Linked DNA regions of Gossypium hirsutum: region 2 is linked to region 1. A link is a contact called in public Hi-C data. All regions are on one chromosome and are shown on one strand. Each heading gives the region's core, a stretch centred on a gene start, on an enhancer-like site or on the middle of the called end of the contact. The rest is flanking DNA. Distances are from core to core; before and after follow the strand shown.

Region 1 (4,544 bases), core at 1,365-3,864:
TTTCTCTGTGTTTGGCAATGATTTTGAGAATTTCTTAAAAAATCTGGAATTGGTTCTGTGTCGTTGTGAAGAAAAAAAATCTTGTTTTGAATTGGGAAAAATGCCACTTTATGGTTCATGAAGGAATTGTTGTGGGGCATAGGATATCACAGCGAGTGATTGCAGTGAACAGTGCAAAAATTGAAGTGATAGAAAAATTACCTTCTTCTACTAGTGTCAAAGGTATTAGAAGTTTTTTAGGTCATGTGAGATTTTATATAAGATTCATTAAGGATTTCTTAAAGATATTTAAGCCCTTATGCACTTTACTGAAGCAAAATAGATCTTTCAATTTTGATGAATATTGCTTGGTAGCTTTCGAGGAATTGAAGAAACGGCCGGTAGCAGCACCAATTATAATAGCTCTGGAATGGATATTGCCTTTTGAACTCATGTGTGACACCAGCGATTATGCTTTGGGAGCAATGTTGGGGCAAAGGAAAGATAAAGTACTACGTGCAATATATTATGAGAGCAGAACCCTGACGGATGCGCAGCTTAACTATACCAGTACGAAAAATGAGTTATTGGTTGTGGTGTCCGTATTTGATAAATTTCGCTTTTATCTAGTTGGTACCAAGGTAATAGTCTACACGGATCTCTTTGCTATTACGAATTTGGTGAGCAAGAAAGATGCGAAGCCAAGATTGATTAGGTGGATACTATTGTTGTAAGAGTTCTACTTGGAAATTAAAGATCGAAAGGGGACTGAAAATCAAGTGGCTGATCACTTGTCAATGTTAGAATCTGGAAATGAATATGGCAATGACAAACTTATTAAAGAAGACTTTCTAGATAAGCAATTGTTAGTTGCCATGACATTACCTTGTTATGCTTAGATAGTGAATTTTTTAGTATGTGGTGTGATGCCACCTGATCTTAACAGCCAAAGAAGACGGAAATTCCTTCATGAAGCCAAACATTATTATCGGGATGAACCCTTCCTATTTAGACATTGTGCTGATAAGATAATTAGGAAGTGTGTCCCTGATGACGAAATACATAACATTCTGTAACATTGTCATTTAGCTCCTTACAGAGGACATTTTGGAGGAATGAGAACTGCTGCCAAAGTACTCCAGTTAGGTTTTTATTGGCCGAGTCTGTTCAATGATGCTTATGATTTTATCAATCGTGTGACCGTTGTCAGAGGACAAGAAATCTGTCAAGGAGACACAAAATCCCATTGCAAAATATTTTGGAGATTGAGTTGTTTGATGTATGGGGAATAGAATTTATGGGTCGATTTCCACCGTCAGTAGGCAACCTACACATACTATTTGTAGTGGACTATGTCTCTAAGTGGGTTGAAGCTGTTGTGCTTCCTACTAATGATGCAATGTCAGTAATGAAGTTTTTGCACAAGAACATTTTCACAAGATTTGGTATGACTAGGGCCATTATTAGTGATGAAGGATCTCATTTTGATTGCAAGCTAGTGGCTAATGCCTTGCATCGGTATGGGGTGAAACGTAAGATTGCCACGGCATATCATCCCCAAACAAATGAACAAGCTGGGGTTTCTAATAGAAAAATCAATAAGATTCTAGAAAAAATGGTGAACCCAACTTGTAAGGATTGGTCATCAAGACTAGATGAAACTTTGTAGGCCTATTGTACTGCATTTAAAACACCGTTGAGGATGTCACCTTTTAAGCCTTTTTATGGAAAGCCATGTCATTTACCTGCTGAGCTCGAGCACAAAGCATTTTATTAAAAAAGCTGAACATAGATTGGGTCGCTGTTGGCCATAAAACGTTGTTAGAGCTGAATGAAATGGAAGAATTCAGGGCACATGCATATGAAAATGCTAAGTTGTACAAGGAGAAGACCAAGCGTTGTCATGATAATAGAATTATGCCAAGGCATTTGATCCAGTGCAATAGGTGTTGTTCAACTCTAGGCTCTAATTATTTCCTGGTAAATTAAAATCTCGTTGGTCAGGTCCCTTTAAAGTAGCTCAAGTATACCCGCATGGAGCTGTTAGTATCAAAGACCTGAAAATGGGGGTCACATTCAAAGTTAGTGAACAATGCTTGAAGCATTATTAGGGTCCTCATGTGGATCGTGACAAGCAATCCATTGACCTCTGAAATGTTTGAGTTAGCTGCTTTGTTTTTATTTTTCCATTCTTTAATTGATTTACTTTCATTTTGTTTTTATTATGTGTTATCTTTAATTATTTAATGTTATTTTATTTCTATTTTTTATCTTAATTTAATGGGCAATTTTTTTTTTCTAAATTTTCGGAGACAGATTAAAAGTGTGAGGTTATATTTTTCTTTTCTTTTTTTAATAAAAAGACCTAAAAGGTCGACCTCAATTTATTGCATCTTTTGAAACCAAGTCATGGATCTCCAAAGGGTAATCCATAAGGAAAGTCAAATTACACTTATTAATTAAGGCCCTTTTACCCAGTAAATTAGCTATCCTATTAGAATACCGACTAGCCCAAATAATATTTGAGGAATTAAAATCCCTTAAATGTGGACAAACTTCCTTAAGGCGGTGGCCCATCATTGTTAAGTCTTTGTACCTATTGTTGATGCGGTTGACCAGACCAGCACTGTCCATTTCGAACTGGACGTCTTTGAAGTTAAACTTTTTTCGAAAATCAATGCTCTCCTCAAAAGCTCTTAACTCAGCCCAGTCAGCTTGCATTCCCGATTCGATGAAGCCCTCGCTTCCCCCTAACACGAAGCCATCCCAGTCTCGAGCAATAATCCCATATCCCATGATCGTTGGAGCAATAGTCGCGTCAAAATTTATTTTGATAATACCATTTTGGGGTTTGACCCAGTTCATCTCAACCGGTGTAACAGGCAAGATAGGCTTGTTTGTCAAATTGTGAATACGGAACTCTTTACTCAGGGACGATGCTCTTTCCGAAACTATCCTTGCTTCCTCCTCCTTACCTCTTGAAATGAAGTTGTTTTTATTGTTCCAACTGTTCCAGAGAGTAGTGATAAAGTCAGACACTGCCTGTAGATCCATCTCCCCCATAGCATCTTCGATCCAATCCACGCACCTTGTATATTCCCCATCAAGCAGCTTGTCATTAAGACCACCCACAGCCAAAATCTCACGAGCATTCGGGCATTCTTTCAAAGCGTGGATCAGGTCTCACTTTCAGGACCGCAACGAGGGCACACCTTAGCAAACTCTTTTCGAATGGTGGAGATCTTTTGATAAGTAGGGAGGATTTCATTCCCTATTCTCCAACAGAAAATCCGGATCTTTGCAAGGGTCTTCATCTTCCTAATGGTTCTCCAAAAAAGACGATGCGGGTCATATCCAATCTGTTTAAGAAGCAACCAAGAATAAGCGGACTTCGATGTATAATATCCATGGGGGTTGTGGAACCACCCTTTTCTGTCATTAGGAGCATTAGGAATAATGGGGATTTAGCATATTTGCTCCCCCATATTTTGGCCGAAAATCGCATGCACTCTGTTCACGTTCCACCCCTCGTAATCATTACTCCAGAGATCACGTGCTCATTTTTCATGGATGGTCAACTTATTAGAACCAATTAAGTCGCCAGTCAAACCCTCAAACCCCCAATTATCCTGCCAAATGTCAATGCTTCTCCCGTCTCCCATCAACCACCCAAAACCCTTTTTTAAATGTCCAGCAGCCGTGTCAATGTTTTGCCAAATATAGGAAGGTTTGTCGGATCTTTTTGGATTGAAGACACCACCATTTGGAAAATATTTTGAGCTCAAGACGCGGTAGCATAAAGTATCTTTGCAGGACATAAGCCTCCAGACTTGTCTCCCTAAGAGAGCCAAATTGAAAAGACGAAGATCCCCGAAGCCAAGACCTTCCATTCCTTTGGGCAAGCAAACCCTTTCCCAATCAAGCATACACCAGCGGCGGTTTTTCTCCCCTCCCCCCACCACATGCTGCTAATCTTAGATTGGATATCCTCAAAGACACCTTTAGGAGCTAAGAACACCGAGAAGGCATATGTTGGGATGGATTGGAGGGCTGATTTGATGAAGATATCTTTGCCCCCAAATGATAAAAGTCTCTTTGACCAACTGTTCATTCTGCAATAAATACGGTCAGAGATGCTTTTAAAAACCGTAGATTTTTTCTTAGCAATGGTGAGTGGGAGACCAAGGTAATTATCAAGTTTATCCACCACTCTCGTCTTAAGCCAGCCCTCAAACAAATGACGTTGCACCACTGGAGTATTAGGACTAAAGTATACCATTGACTTCTCAAAATTAATGCTATGACCCGAAGCTTTTTCTAAAGCTTCAATAATGTTCTTAAAAGCTTCCACCTCGTTTTTCTTGTTCCTAATAAAAAGAAGAGCATCATCAGTGAAAAAGAGGTGATTAAGGGTAAGTTTGGACGGGCGGTGCATTTACCTGCGATTAGTATAAAAACAGCGGTGGCGGTGAGATTAGATACTGTAGCGATACTGTAGTATGAGGTAAAAAGTAAATTAAATGTATCGCACCGTACCCAATCGCCCATCTAAACCCACCCTAATA
Region 2 (4,544 bases), core at 615-3,114, 250 kb after region 1:
CCATGGTTTCTTGGTCTGGAGCTTGTTCATGGCATTAAGGTTAAGGGTAGCCTCCTCCTCACTTTGCCCACCAGACAAGAACACAATAGCAGGGACTGCAGCAGGGACGGTACGCTGCAAGGCACGGACAGTGTACTCAGCAATAACCTCTGGGGCAACCTTCGGGGAGTCGGAACCAGGGGTCACCATGTTAGGCTTCAAAAGAGTACCTTCTAGCATGACATGGTGATCATTCAAAGCCTTGTAGCAAGCAGCAAGAACACGCTCTGTCACCGCAGCACACTTTTTAATGTCATGTGATCCGTCAACAAGAATTTCAGGCTCAACAATGGGGACAAGGCCACATTGCTGGCAGATGGCAGCATACATAGCTAGCCCGTTGGCATTTTCTTGGATTGCAAGCTCGGTTGGCTCATTAGCACTAATCTTAAGGACAGCACGCCATTTAGCAAAGCGGGCACCAGCTTCATAGTACTTCTGGCATCGCTGTGCAAGGCCATCTAGACCCTGGGTGAAAGTTTCGCCATTGGTTCCGTTAAGCTCAACGGTACCCTTGTCGACCTTGATGCCAGGGAGGACACCACCTTCCTTCAAAACATCAACGAAGGGCTTGCCTGCACAATAAACATCAATATCAGAAATCAACAACCATCCATAACTCTTAAAAAGGAATAACACTACCGCGGTTCTTAATATTATCATAGTATTTTTAGTAATACCCGAAGCGGTTTTTTGATAAAGGGTTTCCTCAAAGAGAATAACACCACTGAGGTACTGAAGAGCTCCTGGAGTTGTGAATAGGAGCTCACGGAGAGCACGCCTGTTATCTTCAACATTCTCTACATTAATGCTTGAAAGACGCTTGCCGATGGTGCCAGTGGATTCATCAGCAGCAAGGATACCCTTTCCAGGGGTTCCAATGTAAGCAGCGTTTTTAGCCAACTCATCTACAAGATTCATGATTCAGAAAATAATAATAAGCCACCAATTCCCCATTAAAGGTTTAATAAACAGAGATCCAAATATTTAAAAACAGAAAGAAAAAAAAACCTTAAAAGGGTGCATGGCTAAGATTCAGAAATCTCAGATCCAAAATGAAAACACACCAAGCAGATAAAATTAACATTATCAACTTCATCAATCTTTTTTTTCCTGAAATCTTGAACTGAATCATATCATGGTATTTAAAAAAATGACTGGAGTAATAATAAGCGAGTACAAACATGCAGATCTAGATCTTCAGATATTACCCCAAAATTTAACCATGTAGTTAACACCCACTGACAGATCATAAGACAATATAACCAGACCTTAGAAGATCCGAAGAAATCCATATATCAAAATACAGTTGGTATAATTAAAACAAGCAAATCAACTAACGATTTTTTCTCGTCAAACTATCAAAACAACTAACAGATCAGACAAAAAAAACACTAAGATGGATCCGAGAGATTAAGATTATAAACATAAAATAAAGAGCAAAGGAAATAGCAAGGGAAGGGTACTTACCGGCATATTTGCTAATGAAGCAAGACATGATTGAACGGGAAAAAGAACGAGAGAAAGGAAAGAGGGTTTTTTTTTTTTGGGCTAGGAGGAAAGAAGAGAGAGACGGAAGTGAGGGTAAAGGGGGGCAGGGGTTAGGGGCTTTAAAAGAGATACAGAGAGAGGTGGTGGCTTCGAGATTATCGGTTAGTTTCTTCTTATGTCGTGTTTTCCAAGCAACACATGGACTGCCCGTGGGATCTTTCCTCACTTTTTCGTACCTGGTTTTTCATTTTTTCGTCCTCTTTTCCGCTTTTACCCCTCCCACCCCCATCTAATCTTTTTATGTTCGTCCACCTAACATTTTTTATTAAATATGAAAACCGAAGTGATTTTGATAAATACTATCTCTTAAATATAAAAATATTTATTTACTGAATTTTGAAAAAAGAAATACCCACCTTTTACTCAAGAAAATAACCTAATTTATATAATTTATTATTCACTAAAGTCCAAAGAAATATAAATTCTACTATATAAACACAAATTCAATTGAAAATGTTATTAAAAATAAAACATATTCCACGCATTAATTTTATTTAAAAGTAACAAGGACAAAATTGAGAAGAAACATAGGAATAGAAAATAGGCGTTTCTAAAAGTTTCTCAAAACAACTGCGGTTGAAATAGGTGGGCAGGTGAAATAAGTGGGCAGGAAAGCATGATGAGTCAGACCCAACTGTTTTAAACAACACATTTTTTATACTTTGAAGGGTCAAAACTCTAATATATCAAAGTAATCTTTTTAAACTCATATTTGTATTTATCCCAATTTTAATTTTAATAATAATCTTTATTTTTAATGAGTATTCTTTAATTTCTTTTAGGTTCAAATATTTTATAAGTTGATGTATTTTTCATAAATTTAAATTTTAATATTTGAATTTTTATTTTTTAGAATTTAATCTCTATATTTTTTAAATTTTAAAATTTAGATCTAACTATTAACACTGTTAAAACTATTTTATCAAATTCAAGTTTATTATAACATTTTTTTTGTTACATTGCTACAAAGTGAGTTTTTTTTTAAGGTAAACTACATATTTAGTCACCCGAGTTTACCTGCGTCCCTATTTTAATCACAAAATTCAAAAATTTTTTATTTTAGTCACTCATGTTAAATAAGTTGTTAATTTTATTCACTCTACTGTTAAAATTGGTTTAATCACTAAACAGAATGTTGACCTGACCTAGTATAATAACAAAATTAGCCTTTAATATATACACATTATACCAATTTGACCATGATTCTAAAATTTAAATTTAAAAATACATAAAAATTAAAAAATTATTAAAATTTATAAAAATATATGAAATACTCAAAAAATTATAAAAATATATTGAAAATTTATTATATTTTCACACCTTCCTTCCCCCAAAGTCCACAGTTTTTATTCTCATCTTTATCAATCAATGCCGGTTTTTCTTTCTCGTTCCCTCAAATGTTTTTGACACTTATCATTTTGAGCTTATATAAGTTTGACTTCAATTTTTCATAGTAAAAATGGATTAATTTTTTATTTAAGTTTTTATTGGCAATTTAAATTGTTCATTCGAATCAAAATAAAAACGAAGATTCCTAAATTTTTGGAATTTGAAAGACAATTAATTAGATAATATTGTTAAAGAGGAAATCAAATTTCATTGCTTAAAATAAATTCACACCAAGCATTTGTTAAAATGACAAACAAAGATTCAATTTTCCCAATCCAATTAATATAATAAGAACACTATCTTCTTTACCCTGTAATTGAAAATCATCTCATCCCCACCATCTTTCCACAGATATTTCTTGTTTGAGTATTTTATAAATTTTTACGAGTTTTAATATGTGTTTATAAATTTTATTAATCTTTTTGTATTCCTATTTTCTATTTTAATTTATATATTTTTAATTTTAGAATCATGGTTAAATTGGTATAATGTGTAAATATTAAAGGTTAAATTTGTAGTTATTTTTTTTCCAAATCAGGATTAAATTAATAAAATGGGTAAACATGGAGGTCTGATTTTATTATTGTACCAAGCCACGTCAGCATTCTATTTGGTGATCAAACTTATTTTAACGGTATAGTGACTAAAATTGATTACTTATCTAATGAGAGTGATTAAAATTGACAACTTATTTAATAAGAGTGACTAAAATAACAAAATTTTGAAATGGATGACCAAAATAAGAACACGGGTAAATTCAAGTGACTGAATTGGTAGTTTACACTTTTTTATTTAAAAAATTCACACAAATTTAACAAAAAAAATAAGAAAAATAATATTTGAATCTGAATGTTGAAATATGAAAAATAAAAAATTAATTTTTTAAAAATAAAAATACAAAAACTGAATTTTAAATTTATAAAGAGTAAAGAGATTAAACCTATTTTAACTTTTTTAATTGGCATATATACATATGCCATATAAAATAACATAAATTTGTAGTTTTGAATGTATAATATAATAGCATACGTTTGGTCTCTCTATATGATCAAAAGTCACATCAATACATAAAAATGATCACAAAATGTGGCATTAAAAAAATCTATTTTACTAAGAATATAAACTTCAAATTCTAAATATGATATTATTGTGAAAGGTAATTACGAATTTAAAAGAATTAATATTTATAAATAGTAAAACAAATATAAAAATATTTTGATCATAATAAAAACAGGCATATTTAGATTAATGTAATAAGCCATATTAATGTAACGTGTCACTTATAAATGTCAACTTAACTTTTATAAATTAAAGGGTAAATTACATCAACAGTCACTCAACTTTGGTTTCAATAACAAAACAGTCACTCAACTTTCAACTCAGTCACTAAATTTTAAAAAAATAACAAATCAGTCACCATAATCATTTTCCGTTACAGACGTAACAGAAAGCTGACCTGTCATCCCACTGTGTAAACGACCCCAATTTAAGAACTGTAACTAGGTTGGGTATAAAGAAAAAGAAGAAGAAGAGAAGAAGAAAAGAAAATTGCTAAAGTGGTTTAG

What was found. Hi-C and Micro-C count contacts between places; a contact is called where the count stands out from the background.
Region 2: a contact with region 1 is called in a Hi-C map of hypocotyl, with 2.7 times the contacts expected there. The contact joins the promoter of LOC107899428 here to the enhancer-like site in region 1. A contact is called at or near these places in 5 of 34 Hi-C or Micro-C datasets (anther, hypocotyl, leaf and 1 more).

Annotation. Positions count from the first base shown.
Region 1 is chrD04:37,671,392-37,675,935 of Gossypium_hirsutum_v2.1, forward strand. No RefSeq gene overlaps it. Among protein-coding and RNA genes, the nearest start is that of LOC121216498, 6.2 kb to the left of the region's middle. Within about 2 kb of position 2,615, at least 7 of the 9 cell types and tissues checked have an H3K27ac peak or open chromatin away from gene starts, as enhancers often do. A contact at or near this core is called in hypocotyl and leaf, where this site is marked.
Region 2 is chrD04:37,919,756-37,924,299 of Gossypium_hirsutum_v2.1, forward strand. LOC107899428 (fructose-bisphosphate aldolase 6, cytosolic) reads right to left here and starts at 1,865. Exons shown (of 3, transcript XM_016825139.2): 1 at 1,510-1,865; 2 at 720-947; 3 at 1-614. The coding sequence starts at 1,537.